Linked DNA regions of Sus scrofa: regions 1 and 3 are each linked to region 2. The links are chromatin contacts, called in public HiChIP or PLAC-seq maps. All regions are on one chromosome and are shown on one strand. Each heading gives the region's core, a stretch centred on a gene start, on an enhancer-like site or on the middle of the called end of the contact. The rest is flanking DNA. Distances are from core to core; before and after follow the strand shown.

Region 1 (4,782 bases), core at 73-2,572, 230 kb before region 2:
CCTCCCTCCTGCTGCCTTCAGCCTGCTCTGCCTCACCCTGTTGTGACAAGAGGGCTGGGAATGCAGTGGGACCTTCAACCTCTCGATGAATCAGCCTGGCCTTCTGAGAGATGAGCTATTTATTCTATTTACAAGCTCAAAGTACTGGGTACTCCTGACTGCTCCTCCCCGAACCTCGAAAGACTGCAGGTAGATGGAAAATGCCCATGACTTGGCTCGAGTCAAACGCAGCTTGCTCCATGCAGGCCCAGTGCATTCAGGGCACGGCTCGGGCCTCACGGGCAAGGGGCCTAAGGGCCACCATCGCCACCCCCAGCAGCCCCCACGCCAACCCCGCCCCAGTCAAAGCCCTTTGTGAGGTGTGAGGATGAACTTGAACGGCTATGCCAGCCACAAGCTTGAAGACACTCTGGATGATGGACAACAGTCAAATAAAGTCCAATACCAACTAAAGCAATGACCTTGAGACGAATCTTCCTCCTCTGCGAAGCGTGGCTGTTGGATTAATTCTGTCATGCCCAGCTTTCGAGACTAGTTAAATTACCAAAACAAAAAGTAATCATAATGAATGGCCGAGGTTTTATTTTGCAGTAAGGATTGTATAAAATTGCAAACTCTGTGTGTCACCCGCATTTCCGAAAAGAAATCACGTTTTAACGCCAGGACAGGAGAATGGAGATGATGTCAGAATAGGGGCACCCCCTGTAACCCGGCCCGCGGCCCGGCCCAAGCAGGAGGCCCAGGCCAGGCCGAAGCAGGGTCTGCCCGGCCCTCGCTGCCGACGGTGGGGACTTTCGGGCTGCGTCCCGACGGCGGCGAGAACCCAGCATCAACTCCAACGCGAGCAAGCGGAGAAAAGAGATGCGGAAGGCGGGGTGGCGGGCGCCGCGGCTCCAGGCCGGGGGCGCCGGGGGGGGGCCGCGCCCGCGCTGCCGGGCCCCGGCCCCCGCGCCCCCCGCCCCGGATCCCGCCCCCGGCGCCGCGATCCCCACTCCGCCCGCGCCCCCCGCCCGTCTCCGCCCGCCCCCGCCCCGGCCGCCTCCGCCCAAGGTCGGCAGGAGAGGGCCGCGGGGCCTGGCGCGCCGGCGGGCGGGGGTCCGGGGCCGCCGGCCGGGAAGGGCCGCAGCCCGCCGCCGGCCGCCCGCAGCCCCCACCCCGCAGCCCCCTCCCCAGCGCGGCCGCGAGCGCCGCACTCACCCGGGCGACGCCATGAGCGCGGCGAGGTCTCGGCGCTGCCGCCGCCTCCGCTTCCTCCGCGCTGAGCGACTCCGCCGGGGAGGGGCCTCGCGCCGGCCGCCGGCCGCCCGCCGCCCGCCGGGGCAGCTCCCGGCGGCGGGGGCGCGGGGAGGGCGCCGAGGCGGCCCGAGAAGGGTGCGAGCGGCCCCGGCGGCGGCGGAGGGCGCCCGGGTCCCGGCGCGGAGCGGCCCGGGCGGGGGCGGGGGACCTCGGGGAGGCGGCCCGGGGTCAGCTCGGCGCGGCCCGGGGGCGGCGGGGGCACGGGGTTGCCACGGGCACGAGGGCGGTCCGCCGCGACCCGCAGCCCGGACCCGCCCATCTGCCCAGGTGCCCGGGTGCCCGCGGGCCAGGACTCCTCGGGAGGCGCCTTCGGGGCCAGTGCGGCCGAGAACCTGCCCAGGGGCCACGAAGCAGCGGCAGCAGCCAGGTGAGGTCCACACCTCCCTGCGATGTGAGTTTCATTTCCCTGCGAAAAGCCTTGTCTTCAGCTCTGGCGTGCAAGGCGTTGTTGTTGAGCAAAGCAATAACTGCTGTTTCTTACGTGATGTGCTGTCTCGCCCGCGTCGCTGGCCTCTGAGAGCCAGTTAGCTCTTGTAAAACGTGTGTGAATTCACATTGTGAAGCCCTGAGGAGCGTGGGCACTTTTTATCATTATTCGCATCGTATTGTTTATCAATAATATTGAGTCTGGACGTCCTGCACTGGGTTTCACAGCATCTACTCTGGGTACATGGAGCCTCCGTTCCTGTCTCAGCAAAATGAATTTTCACAGGTAAATGGCCTCTTGCAAGTAAAAACACTTAATAAAAAGCTCTGGACAATGAAAACCATTGTTGATGACATTTCTCTTATGTTAAGTATTATTCGTCCACTAATAAGAACAAGAGAAAGCAAAAGCTGTGAGTGAAAGCCTAGGCTCTGGGTTGAAATCATACCTGGGTTGAAATCTCAACTCTACCAATCACTAGCTCTGGAACGTGAGGCAAGTTAGAACCTTCCCAGGGCTCTACCTTCCTCAGTTGAAAAACGAGGATAATAAAATAGGTCTCTTCGTCTCTATGAGAATTGAATGAATTAATATTTGTAAAGTGGTTAATGCATTGCCTGGTAAATGGTCTCAACCTCCCAAGAATCCCTGCAGCCTCCTTGGTTCCGAAAATGGATCTTACAGTCGCTGCCTTGAGTTCAGAGTTCAGAATTAATACTCTGTAAGTAAAGCCACAGGACTTGTGAGACCCAAAGTCGGGGTAAGTCCAAGAGGACCAGGGTTACAGAAGCGTTTGGGGAGTGGGCAGCTGCTAAATGGCCTGATTCACGACAGTAATGACTGCCACTGGAATGAGGGCGCTTAGATCCTTTTTTTAAATAAGCAGTTGGTGTTAAAATCTATTTGGAAATAATAATGTCAGTTCGATGAAATTATTCTTCCTCAGGATGAGTTTTACCAGGTATGTAGCATTTCACTGTGTGCTGGACCACCTTTAACCAACCCCTCTTATTAAACATATGTCTTTCTACTAGTATTTCATTATTGTAAGGAAAGGAATAAATATTCTTATAGCCCAAACTCCCCATACATATCCATGAGTATTTCTTTAGGCCAGGTTCCTCGGAGTCAGATAATACTAGTGTTTTTAATCTCGTCAGATACATACATAATCTCTCGCACGCACACACATATAAGCTAGTCCACATATTTACAGACACGCATATACACATACACACACAGACGCGCACACACAGACTGCTGTCCCAGCACGATCATCAGCACTGATGGGAGTGCCAACTTCCCAAAACTCTCAATAAATTTCACAATTTATCACTGCAAATTTAATTGGTTAAAAACCAGTGTTTTGACAAAATGGCAGACTAGGAAGTTCAAGCACTCCTTTTCCCACAGAAACATGAAGAAAACAACCAGAAGCTGTCTGAACTAATTTCGTAGGAGCTCTGGAAAAGTCCCAATTTTACAGCAAGCAAGAAAAGGTCATCCTTAAAATGGCAGGAAGGTTTTGTGGCATTTTCACTTACTATTGCCCCACACCCTCGCCAGTGTGGCAGTGGTCTTGCTCTTGAGCAGGTAGCATCCTGCTTCCCACTCCCCTGACCCCATCACCTTGAACTGGATGGAACAGAGCAGAACTTATTTGTATACTACCTGATCTGTAAGAAATAGTGAAGGCAGTCCTTTAGTTTGAAATGATAGGATGCTAGACAGTAACTTACAGCAGCATGAAGATGTCAAGATCTGATGAATACCTGGACAAATATAAAAACCAGTATTACCTTAATTTTGGCAGAAACTCCACTTTGTATTTCAGCAGAAGACAAATGCATTAAAATAATTATTAAATTATAAGTCTATGTTATTAGACACACAATGTATAAAGATGTAATGTGTGATATTAATAAGATGAAGAGGAAACAGAACAGTATAGGAGTAGAGTTTTTGTACGCAATTGAGGTCAAGTTGGTAACATCCTAATTAGATTGTGTTATAACTTGAGACTGTTATATGTAATCCCCAGGTAACCACAAAGAAAATATCTATAGAATATACAGAAAAGTATACATGAGAAGGGAATTAAAATATATCATTACAAAAAGAAAAAGAGCCAAACAGAAAACAAGGCAGTAATAGAGACCAAAAAACTATAAGACTTTTTTTTTTTAAGTAGCAAAATGGCAGTAGTAAGTTTCTCCTTGTTAGTAGTTACTTTAAATGTAAGTGGATTAGGAGTTCTGTAGTGGTGCAGCGGAAAGGACTCTAACTAGGAACCATGAGGTTGCCAGTTTGATCCCTGGCCTTGCTCAGTGGGTTAAGGATCCGGCATTGCCTCTGTCTGTGGCGTAAGCTGGCAGCTGTAGCTCCTATTAGACCCCTAGCCTGGGAACCTAAAAAAAAAAAAATATATATATATATATATATAAGTGGATTAAATGGTCTGATCAAAGGCAGAGATAGGCAGAATGGATTAGGAAAATAATCCAAATATATATATATATATATATATATATATATATATATATATATGTAGTCTTAAAAGGACACACTTTAGATTTAAAGACAGAAAAAGATTAAATGTAAAAGGATAAAAAGAGATATTCCAAGTAAATATTAATCAAAAGAAAGCTGGTAGGGTATATTAATTCAGATGAAATAGACCTCAGTTCAAAAACTTAAAAAGACAAAGACACATCTTGGACAAAAAGTAATTGTATAAGATATAACAATTATAAACTATAATTCCACCAAAAATCCTCAACAAAATACTAGCAAACAGAACACAGAAAAATAGAAAAGGATTATATACTATGACCAAGTGGATTTATTCCTAGAATACAAGGATGGGCCAACAAATGAAATTCTATCAGTGTAATATATCACATTAATATGATGAAGGAAAAAAAACATATGATATCAATTCATGCAGAAAAAAAAGGCATTTAACAAAATTCAATAATATTTCACAATAAAAATCCTAAAACTAAGAATGGAAGGAAACTTCTTCATTATATTAAAGGTCATATATGGAAACCCCCAGA
Region 2 (4,905 bases), core at 767-3,266:
AGCATATAATACAACAACTTATTTTATAAATATGTCCCCACCTTGACTTATTTTAATTGTTTCATTGTGGGGAGATATCACAAGCCCCATTAGTTATTTGTGGTTCAATTTACTTTTACATAAGCCAGTCTGGTATAGAGTTGGCGTCAAAATCACATTTACCAAATATAAAGGGTAAGGAGAAAAAGATGCCATTTCAGAACCAGTGTGTTTATCTCCTTCCCTAAAGCGGAAAATCAGTATGTTTCCACCCCCTTACTGTTTTCATGGAGACTCAAGCAGTGGTCGGGAGTTCCTTTCGCTCACCTCTTACTATTGCAATAGACTCCTTATTAAGTATGGATGATGGATTTTTTAAAATGCCGGCCAGAAATTTATTTTTACTATGAAGGATTAGGACACTAAGTCACAAACACAACAAAACGTATGTGACAACAGAAGAAATCTAGAGAAAAATCAATATTGACATATAAATTCTAAACCACCAGCGCTGTATTTCCAAGGGTAATAAGAAAGAGGATGCATTGATTGGGGGCCTAGGAGGTACCACATAAGGCAGTTCGCCAGATCACTTACATACCTTACCTGATTCGCTAACAACCCTGTGAATTAGACATTGTTCTCCAGTTTTTAATTACATACAAGAAAAGAGAGATTTAGAGAAGTCACTTGCCTAAGAGTCCATATTCGGACCAAAAGCTCTTTCAAAACTGCCTTAATTTGGGCGACCTTAAACCTTCTCAAATGCAAAACACATGGGGAGCCAAGGAGGTACCTTAGGAGTTGGGACAGAAAATCGTGGAAAAACGGTAACCTAACGGATCACTGTATGGTTTTCACCAAACACGAGAGCAGTTGTGCTGATACGCATTCACCTACTCCTTGATGTTCCCTTTTCCCCTGCCCAATTAACGTTAGTTCCGATATTCATTCCCTTTCCAACTCCTGGATGCACAGACCAGACCCATCAAAGTCGTACTACTACGTAGGAGCAATGCTGTGGGGTTGGCGTTCCCTCGTCATAAATTCCAAGGGCAGGGGACCCAGGGCTCAGGCTTGACGATAACACCAACAGGCGACAACACCATCGGGAAAAATACCAACAGGCGGTCAGCGGGGACGATTTGCAGCTCTGCGGGGGGCTCTCAGTAACAAGCAGATCTGCAAGAACCGACCCCGGAGCCCCGGCCGGCACTGTTTCAAAGGCACGAGGGCCAAGGGGCGCCCCCCAGGAGGAGAAGGGCTAACAGTCCAGAGGTCCACCGCCTCCCGGGGCCTTGCTGTCCGGGAAGGGCCGCAGCTCCGCGCCAGGCAGAGGAGCCGCGTCGCCGGCCCCCACCTCCCCCCGTCCAGCCGAGCCTCCCGCACCCCACGACCCCCCGCATCCCCCAAACCCCCGCGGCGGGACCCCGGCCGCGACCCCGGCGCAGCGCGCGGCGCGGGAGGGTGACGTCCGCGCGGCCAAGGCGCGGCGGGTGGACGCTACCACCGCCGGCGCCCCCCGCCCGGCGCCGCCAGGGTCGGGCCGCCGACTCACCTTCCCGTCGCTGTGGAAAGGGAGGCCGAGCTCCTCCGGGGTGAGCGCAGGGCGAGCACATGGCGGCTCCTCCGCCGGCACGGCGGCCGCGGCCTCGTAGTCCGGGAAAGGGTTGGGGAACGCCCGCTCCTCCATTTCCGCGTCCCAGTCCCCCTGGAACCAGAGCCTCCGGGATATGGTCTCGCCCATGTCGGCCGCGCGCCCTGCGCTCCGCGGGGCCGCGCGCTACGGCGAGCGAGCGGGGACAAACCTCCGGCGAGGCGCTCCGGCCGGGCCGCGGGCGAGCCCGGGAAAGGCGGCGGGCGCGCAGCGCTGCGAGGCGGGCACACGTGGTTGCGGAGGGCGCCCCGCCCCGCCCCGGCTCCGGACGGGCCCTCGGGGAGGCTGTGGCGGGATCGCTGCCACCCGGGCGCCGCGGTTGCGGGGTCCCCTCGGTGGAGTTGGCTCCGGCCGGCCGGCCGGCGGCGCCGCGAGGACAGCGTCTCCGGGGAGGGCGCGGTCCCTCCCAGTCATCCCGCCGTCGGGGGAGGGGGGACTCTGGAGGAGGAGCCACCGCATTTTTTTTCCTTTTGGGTTTTCGGTGCCCCTGTGTTGGGTAAACGGGTAGCTTTGAGAACAGCAGCTAAGATAATAGCATATTTAATCACCTAAATATTTCATTGACCCGAAAATTCCTCCAGTATGCGTTTAATTGCTGAGGAAGATGACCCGTATAATAAAATGATACAAGCAAATAAATCTGCATTTATATAACCACAACATGGTTAACACTCTTTATTGGTTCTCTTTGTTCTTCTTGTTGTTTCCTTAATTATTTGGAACCAAACAGATGCAATGATTTCTCCTCTTCGGGAGGAAAATACCTTATTCTAGTCCCCCCACCCACCCACCCCTGTTTGAACATCGACTGAGGGCCTGATGGTACTAGGTGATGACAAAAGGAAGTTTCTGCTCTTGGGATTCCAGGTTAGTGGGTGGGAAAAGGTAAGCACAGCACAGTACGTTATGGATACTTTTCTGGAACCAGGCAAGATGTGCATAGTGTACTGAACTGTATCAAGAAGTGACATGATGTAGGAGAACCAAACCAAGCACAGGGAAGGCTCCATCTTCCTGCCTCCGTGGCCTGGCTTCCCACTCCTGCCTGTCTCATCCTCTCCCCCAACTGTACAAAGATGCACGTGTGAAACTGCCTTACCTGTAGGATGACCGTGGGAAATCCCACTGTGGGAGAAAATCATTATAAACTGGTTACTCAGCATAAATATCCTCGGAGTTCAAGGAAAAGAGCTGATACAGCAGGATGCCTTGGAGGTCTGCTCCACTTTCCTGCTTCCTTCCTTTGTCCAAGAGTCCATCTTTCTCCCCCACTCCCTGAAGGACACTTCCTAACTGCCCCCAAGTTCTGACGCCTTTACCACGTAGGGAATTCAGTCTCCTAACCACTGATGCTCACCTGTCTTGGGAGCCATCCTCTCCCACCTCAGGGACTTTGCGAAACAAAACAGCCCACAGCAGAGGTTCCCCAAAGCTGTTATTTGGACTGAACACTGCAGGTAGATGGGGCAGAAACCTCGGCTGCTGGCTTTGCTAAGGTAAGCCTGGTGACCTTTGACCTCTTTCTACACCCTCCCCCCGTTGACTGAAAAAAAACCGCACAGCCTAAAAGTTGGGAATTATGCTTTATTCGGCAGCTTTACTGAGGATGATAGCCATGGATGGCACCCTCTCAGATAGCTCTGAGGAACAGTCCAGAGGTCAGGGGGAGTTTTTGCTGAAAACCAAAATGTGGAACATTGGGAGATGAATGCTAATCACACACACACACAACACCCCCAGACGTCGCAAGTTAATCATTTTAGGGCTGTGCCTTTCTATGGGAAGATGCAAGCGTCTGGACGTTGATATCATTCCTTTGATATGCATCTTAACTATCCAGGGCCAGTGTCCTGTTTTTCTCCACCCCGACTCCCCTTCGAGCACACCTTTGAAGGCAGCTGCAGCGGCAGGTGGCTTGAGAGCGGCAACATTCCCTGTTTACCTGACGGCAGCCAACGTTTTGTCCACAACCGGATGTGAGGTAAAGACAGTTTTCCTCATGTGTCTTACAATCTAGGACGGCCGTGGACAGCCACTGGCAAGTACACAAACTTATCCTAAGGACAACCAGTATTTTCCGAGACCAAAATAGCTAAACTCCATTTAATGAATGGGCGAATTTTCCTGAATGCCGCCTGACCCACAGGTTCCTGCGCGGAGGAGTGCGGGTCTTTCTTCCCTTTCCCATCGCCAGGAGGCGTCCACAGCAGCAGACCTGGGATCCTTAAGACCCTCTTCCTCTGGTGGCCACTCCTCAGTAGTATAAAGACTCAGCCAGTGCCTTGAAATGACAGCTTTTTAATTATCTTATGCTAAACCACATCTTTAGATAGGGAGGGCAGCCTTCCCAACTCTTCTGTGTGAGGGAGGCGGATGGGGCAAGGATTAACGATCTGCCCGTCCCAAACAAACCCCAGGTGTGGTGAGACCAGTGGGCAATTGATTTCTTTTTTCTTGCTTTTTTTTAGGGGTGCACTTTCAGCGCATGGAAATTCCTGGGCTAGGGGTCCAATCTGGGCTGTAGCTGCCAGCCTACATCACAGCCACAGCAACACCAGATCCGAACCACATCTGTGACCTACACCACAGCTCATGGCGATGCCGGATCCTTCGCCCACTGAGCAAGGCCAGGGATCGAACCCGCCTCCTCATGGATACTGGTCGGGTTCGGAACCTGCTGAGCCGCATCGGAAACTCCCTCTTTGGCCTTTCAAGGCAGCTCAAGTCTTTCAGGATCTTGCACTAGAGTTGGGTTGGGGAGATGCTATGAACACTCCTTATACAAACTCTACACAACACACGTGTGCTAGTTTATAAAACAGAGCTGGCCTCCCTGCCCTGCACGACGAGTCAGGCTGCTGTAAGGATCCAGAGAGATTTACACATGTGAAGCAAGTGTATATAAGATAATGTTAATACAGTTAATATTCTCTTGGATTTAACCACTTATTTATTTATTTACGTACTGAGCCGTAGCGGGAACTCCGACTTCTCCTTTCTTTCAGAGGAATCTAATTGGGAGAGAAGCACCTCTAGGCAGTGGTGGGGCTTCCTGAGAGAGTGAGTGGGGCTGCATGGCAGAGAAACTTCCAGGTGGCCTGCGTGTTGGCGGGGGGTCAGGTGAAGGAACATCTGTTGAGGACACATGGAAGCCTGAGGTTTTGTTTCGTTTTGGTATGAAATATTTCTATTATATTTATTCTTCACACGGTTGTCATCTGACAGGTTTAGCTTTGCCCGTGTTTCTCAGCCACCCAGTGAGTCCTCTG
Region 3 (4,529 bases), core at 1,088-3,587, 170 kb before region 2:
TTCCTAGTCGGATTCGTTAACCACTGCGCCACGACGGGAACTCCCCTATGTTGAAATCCTAAGCCCTAAGGTAACATTAGGAGGTGGGGTCCTTGTGAGATGATTAGGTCATAACAGCGGCGCTTTCATGAATGACACTGGCGTGCTTATAAAAGATAGACCCCCTAGAGTTCCCTTGTGGTGCAGTGGGTTAACAGTGCAGCATTATCACAGCAGTGGCTTGGGTTGCTGCAGTGGCAAATTCAATCCCTGGCCTGGGGGCTTCTACATGCCATGGGTACATCCAAAAAGAAAAAGATAAAATGAGTTCCCATCGTGGCTCAGCAGGTTAAGAACTTGACAGAGTGTCCATGAGGATTCGGGTTTGATCCCTGTTCTTGCTCAGGGTGGGGCTTAAGGATCTGGCATTGCTGTGGCTGTGGCATAGGCCCCAGCTGCAGCTCCAATTCGACCCCTGGCCTGGGAACTTCCATAGGCTGCAGGTAGAGCCATAAAAAAGAAGAAAAAAGAAGACCCTCCCCAACCCCCGAGAGCTTCCTTCCCCTTCCACCACGTGAGGACACGGGAGAAGAGGAATGTCTGTGAAACATGAAGTGAACTCTCAGCAGACACAAAACCCACCAGTGCCCTGATCTTGGATGTCTACCCTCTAGAACTATGAGACGTTAACTTCCGTTGTTCATAAGCCACGAGGTTTATGGTATTTTGGACTGAAACACTGGGGGACACTGCTGCGCCTGTCAGGCAGCTCTTTTCCGTAATGCTGTTAATTCCTTCTAGACGGTGGGTTCCAGAGGGAGTTTGCCAAAGTGCTCCCTCTACTCTTGGGCCCAGATGCCTTCAGGACACAGTCAACTGCCCTCAGAGTATGGAGGCCACTGACCATTCAGAGTCCTGCTTTTGTGCCCTGGGATTTTCATCTAAATCTACCAGGAGAGCATCAAGAAGTAAGGCAGATCTGAGTCTGTCCACATGCAAGAAACGTACAGAGGCTTGTGTGAATGATGGAGAAATTCGCTAAGGAGAGAAGGGTCCTAGGAGTGACCTGTGGAGACATCTCATAGGCTCGAACCAAGGACCAGCTAACCAACACGAGAGATGGCGGAAGGAAACAGGAACTCAGGAAAAGCAGGCGTGAGAGGGAGACTGGTACCAAGAGGGTCTGCACAGTAGACAGAGGGACACTTAAAACATCCCTAGACCACGTCCTTTCTCTTTAAAGCCCACCAAGGACTCCATCCCACCTAGGAATAAAACCCAAAGCCCCGAGGTCCTATAGGATCCAGCCTCCACCATGCTCCTTCCCGCTCTTTCTCTCTGTGCTCCACCTCAGAGCTCCGACACATACTGCTCCCTCTTTCTGGAACACTTCTGCCCAGATCGTCCATAGCTGCACCCCCCACACACACACACATCCCCCAATCCAGTCTCTGCTCCACTGTTACCTCTGAGACGCCTTCCCTGATCCGTCAGGCAGATAAAAGCTCCCACACATTAGAGCAGGAAGTGGAATCCTAGTGCCCCCAGCTTCCCACACCAGGGACCCCCTCCTCTCAGTCTTCTCTCAGTGGAATCTGGGTCTCCCCACTTTTCCCTTATCCATAGGGATGAACCTGGTCACCACACGGAGCACCCCAATCCCTCGTCCCCGTGTTTAAAAACCTTTCCCTGAAAACCATTGGGGAGTTCAGGTCTTTTGAGCAGTAACTACCTGGACTCCTTGCTTGGCACCTGCAATAAATACTGCACGTCCCTTCACCATAACCTCATGTCAGTAGATTCACTTTACTGCACTGGGGCCAGTGGACCCCAGTTTGGTTTGGTAACGGGACCAGCACGGGCCAGGTTCTCATCTTTCCTCTGCTACCCCATCCTCAACCAAGCTAGAGAGGAAGACGCAGGTGCGATCAAAGAGTCCCAACAGCACTTTGAGTCTGTTTTGTGGCCGTGGGACCCGCATTTGGTTCATTCATTTTTATTCTTCTATTCATCAATTCACGCATGCTTCATTGATAGATACGACTTCTATTGAGGGGCCGCACAAGCTCGGGGCATCCCGAGCCTGCCGCGAACCCAAGATTCTCAAGTAAGTGCTTTAACTGCGACAAGAATTAGAAGCGAAAATGCACCGTGAGAACAGCTCATAGAGGATGGGTGGGGTCCCTCGCCACAAAGCTGGCCCAGCTCGGAGGGACAGCCCGGGGACGCGCAGAAAGCCGCGCCCTCTCTCCTTCCGCTCCTGCGGGGGCGGCTGCAGGCCGCGGGCCCTTTGCCCGCCCCCTACACGTCCAGCCAGTCCGCTCACCCATGTACTTCCGCTTCCGGCCGTTGGGGGCGGGGCTTCCGGCCGTCGGGCGGGGCTTCTGGCCGCCGTGGGCGGGCCGGGCCCGGAAGCAGCGGCGGCAGTGGAGGTGCGGGGACCGCGGGGTCGGCCATGGCTGTGAACCTGAGCCGGAATGGGCCGGCGCTGCAGGACGCCTACATGCGAGTGGTCGACGAGAAGTCCCCGACCGACTGGTGGGTTGCGAGACGGCCGGAGGCGGGCCGGGGGCAGGGGAGCCAGGGGGCGCGGAGTCTTGTCCGCCCCGTACCTGCGCCGCATCCGGGGCGCTGCGGCCCCCAGCCTCGTCACCCCTTGCCCCACCGTGCGTGGGCAAGTTAAACCCGGCGTGGGAACCCCGTGAGTCCCCAGCCCGTACCCTCTGCTAGCCACCAGTCTCGGTTCCGCGGGCCTCGTTGAATTCTGTGCTCGATGGCCTCGCCAGGTTCTTCTCTCGTGCCCGGGGACTTCCCTGGACAAAGGGGCCCTTCACAGCCCTCCCTGAGAAAGCGGAAGCCACGCCTGGCTTCTTCCAAACGCTGTGTTCGGGGATGGGCCCCTCAGAGTGGTCTGGAAGCCCGACCAGGAATGGGCGCCTTGCTCTGGAGGGTCAAACAGGGAGGTCGAGGGAACTAGGTGCTATGTTATTTGTGAACGTGTATTTCAGAACCTCCCTTTCCCCAAAAATACTGCAATGCTTGAGCCATGGGGGGGTGAATGAAAGGACACTGCTGGCCATAAAGGTCCCGTCTCCCTCCACCTCCTAATGACATCCTTTGCTAGGCTGGCAGTGTTAGGGACTTTGTAGAACTGGAAGCCTGGACCTGAAGTCCCTGGGACAGCCCTGGGCAGCCCACACATAGGGTAAGCTCTTTGTCCTGCAAGTAGGGTCCTTCTATGCTTGAGGATTCTGTTATTTCCCCATCTGCTTCTTGTTTTCGCTGGCCACCTTTGAGCACTAGGAAATATGCTGAGTAGGATGGACTAAGGTGACCAGCTCTGGGGAGCCTTTTTCCCATTGCCTGGGGAAGGGCCTTCTGGGCGTGGCTGTGCTACCATGACTCTCTCCACTTGTCAAGTGCTGCTACTTTCTTGGCTTCCCCTGGTGCCCAGCATAGGGTGGCTTTCGGACAGTGTACTTCTGTGACACTAAGAACGTTGTAGCCTTGCCTGTTCTTAACCCCCAGGCCTTGGGAAAGAACTTCAGAACACCAGCTGTCTGGGTCAGCAGACTCTCTGGGGCCACATCAGTGTGGGCAGGTCCCATTCACGAGCTGAAGAAATAGACCGTGGCACTTCCCTGTGTAAACTCTGCAGCGGCTTCCTCTTGCATCATAAATAAAGCCCCATGGCTGACAGGCCCTGCATGGCCTGGCTCCCCAACCCCCTCCTATTTATCACACTCTGGTCACACCAGTTTACCACCACTCTCGCCTCCTTTCTCCTCCTTAAACCCGCAAACTCATGTCTGCTCAGAGCCCTTGGACTTGCTGCGCCCTCTGCCTGGGGCTCCCCAGACTTCACTTCTCAGCTCTCATGTTACCTTCTTCTCAGAGAGGCCTGTTCGTGTTGTTTTGTTTCCTCACGTACACAGCACATAGAAGTTCCCAGGCCAGGGATCGAACCCGTGCCACAGCAGCGACCTGCTTCAATGACAGCGCTGAACCCTTAACCTGCTCTGCCACAAGAAAACCTTGCAAAGAGGCCTTTCTCGATTCCTGGTTCCCTGGCTACAGTCAGATTTTCCCATCTCCCTGTTTGACTCCTCCAGGCAGATGCCAGACAGCCTCACGGATTTTCTTGTCACCTTTCTTCCCCTCAGAAATGGTGGGGTGGGCCCCTTTTCTGTCTCCAGGGCAGGGCTGTTTATGTATAGTAGATGCGATGCTCAGATGGACTGAGGGGGTACAGGGAGAGTGGTAGAGGATATCAGAGCTAGAAGAGGTGCCCCCAGCATGGAAGGTCATTGTCATGTGCAGGCGGGGGCCTTGGGCCAGGCCGTGAAGCCAGGGGGAATGGGAGCAGCCACAGCAGCCCTTCTCCACGCTGGGTCTCTCTCCCGGTTCCCCAGGCGGTTCTTCCCCTGGCCTGTGGCATGTTTGCTCACTTCCTGCACCCACTTCACTACCTGACAGTATCTTAGTGTTGATGTCTGTGTTTCTTTTTTCTCCCTTTAGAAAGTATATTCCATGGACAGGGCCTCCTAGGG

Evidence for each region. HiChIP or PLAC-seq counts read pairs in DNA pulled down with a chosen protein or histone mark.
Region 1: an H3K27ac HiChIP or PLAC-seq map of skeletal muscle shows a contact between it and region 2, with 3 times the contacts expected there. The contact joins the promoter of LOC100525140 here to the promoter of LANCL2 in region 2. A contact is called at or near these places in 3 of 47 Hi-C or Micro-C datasets (fetal liver, liver and mesenteric adipose tissue) and 1 of 2 datasets of contacts at active chromatin or transcription factors (skeletal muscle).
Region 3: a contact with region 2 is called in an H3K27ac HiChIP or PLAC-seq map of alveolar macrophages. The contact joins the promoter of DBNL here to the promoter of LANCL2 in region 2. A contact is called at or near these places in 1 of 47 Hi-C or Micro-C datasets (embryonic fibroblasts) and 1 of 2 datasets of contacts at active chromatin or transcription factors (alveolar macrophages).

What each region holds. Positions count from the first base shown.
Region 1 is chr18:48,777,061-48,781,842 of Sscrofa11.1, reverse strand. It overlaps LOC100525140 (up-regulator of cell proliferation), which reads right to left and starts at 1,322. Exons shown (of 7, transcript XM_021079349.1): 1 at 1,198-1,322. The coding sequence starts at 1,211.
Region 2 is chr18:48,547,863-48,552,767 of Sscrofa11.1, reverse strand. It overlaps LANCL2 (lanC-like protein 2), which reads right to left and starts at 2,016. Exons shown (of 8, transcript XM_021079342.1): 1 at 1,538-2,016. The coding sequence starts at 1,726.
Region 3 is chr18:48,723,500-48,728,028 of Sscrofa11.1, reverse strand. DBNL (drebrin-like protein) reads left to right here and starts at 2,337. Exons shown (of 13, transcript XM_005673326.2): 1 at 2,337-2,517. The coding sequence starts at 2,435.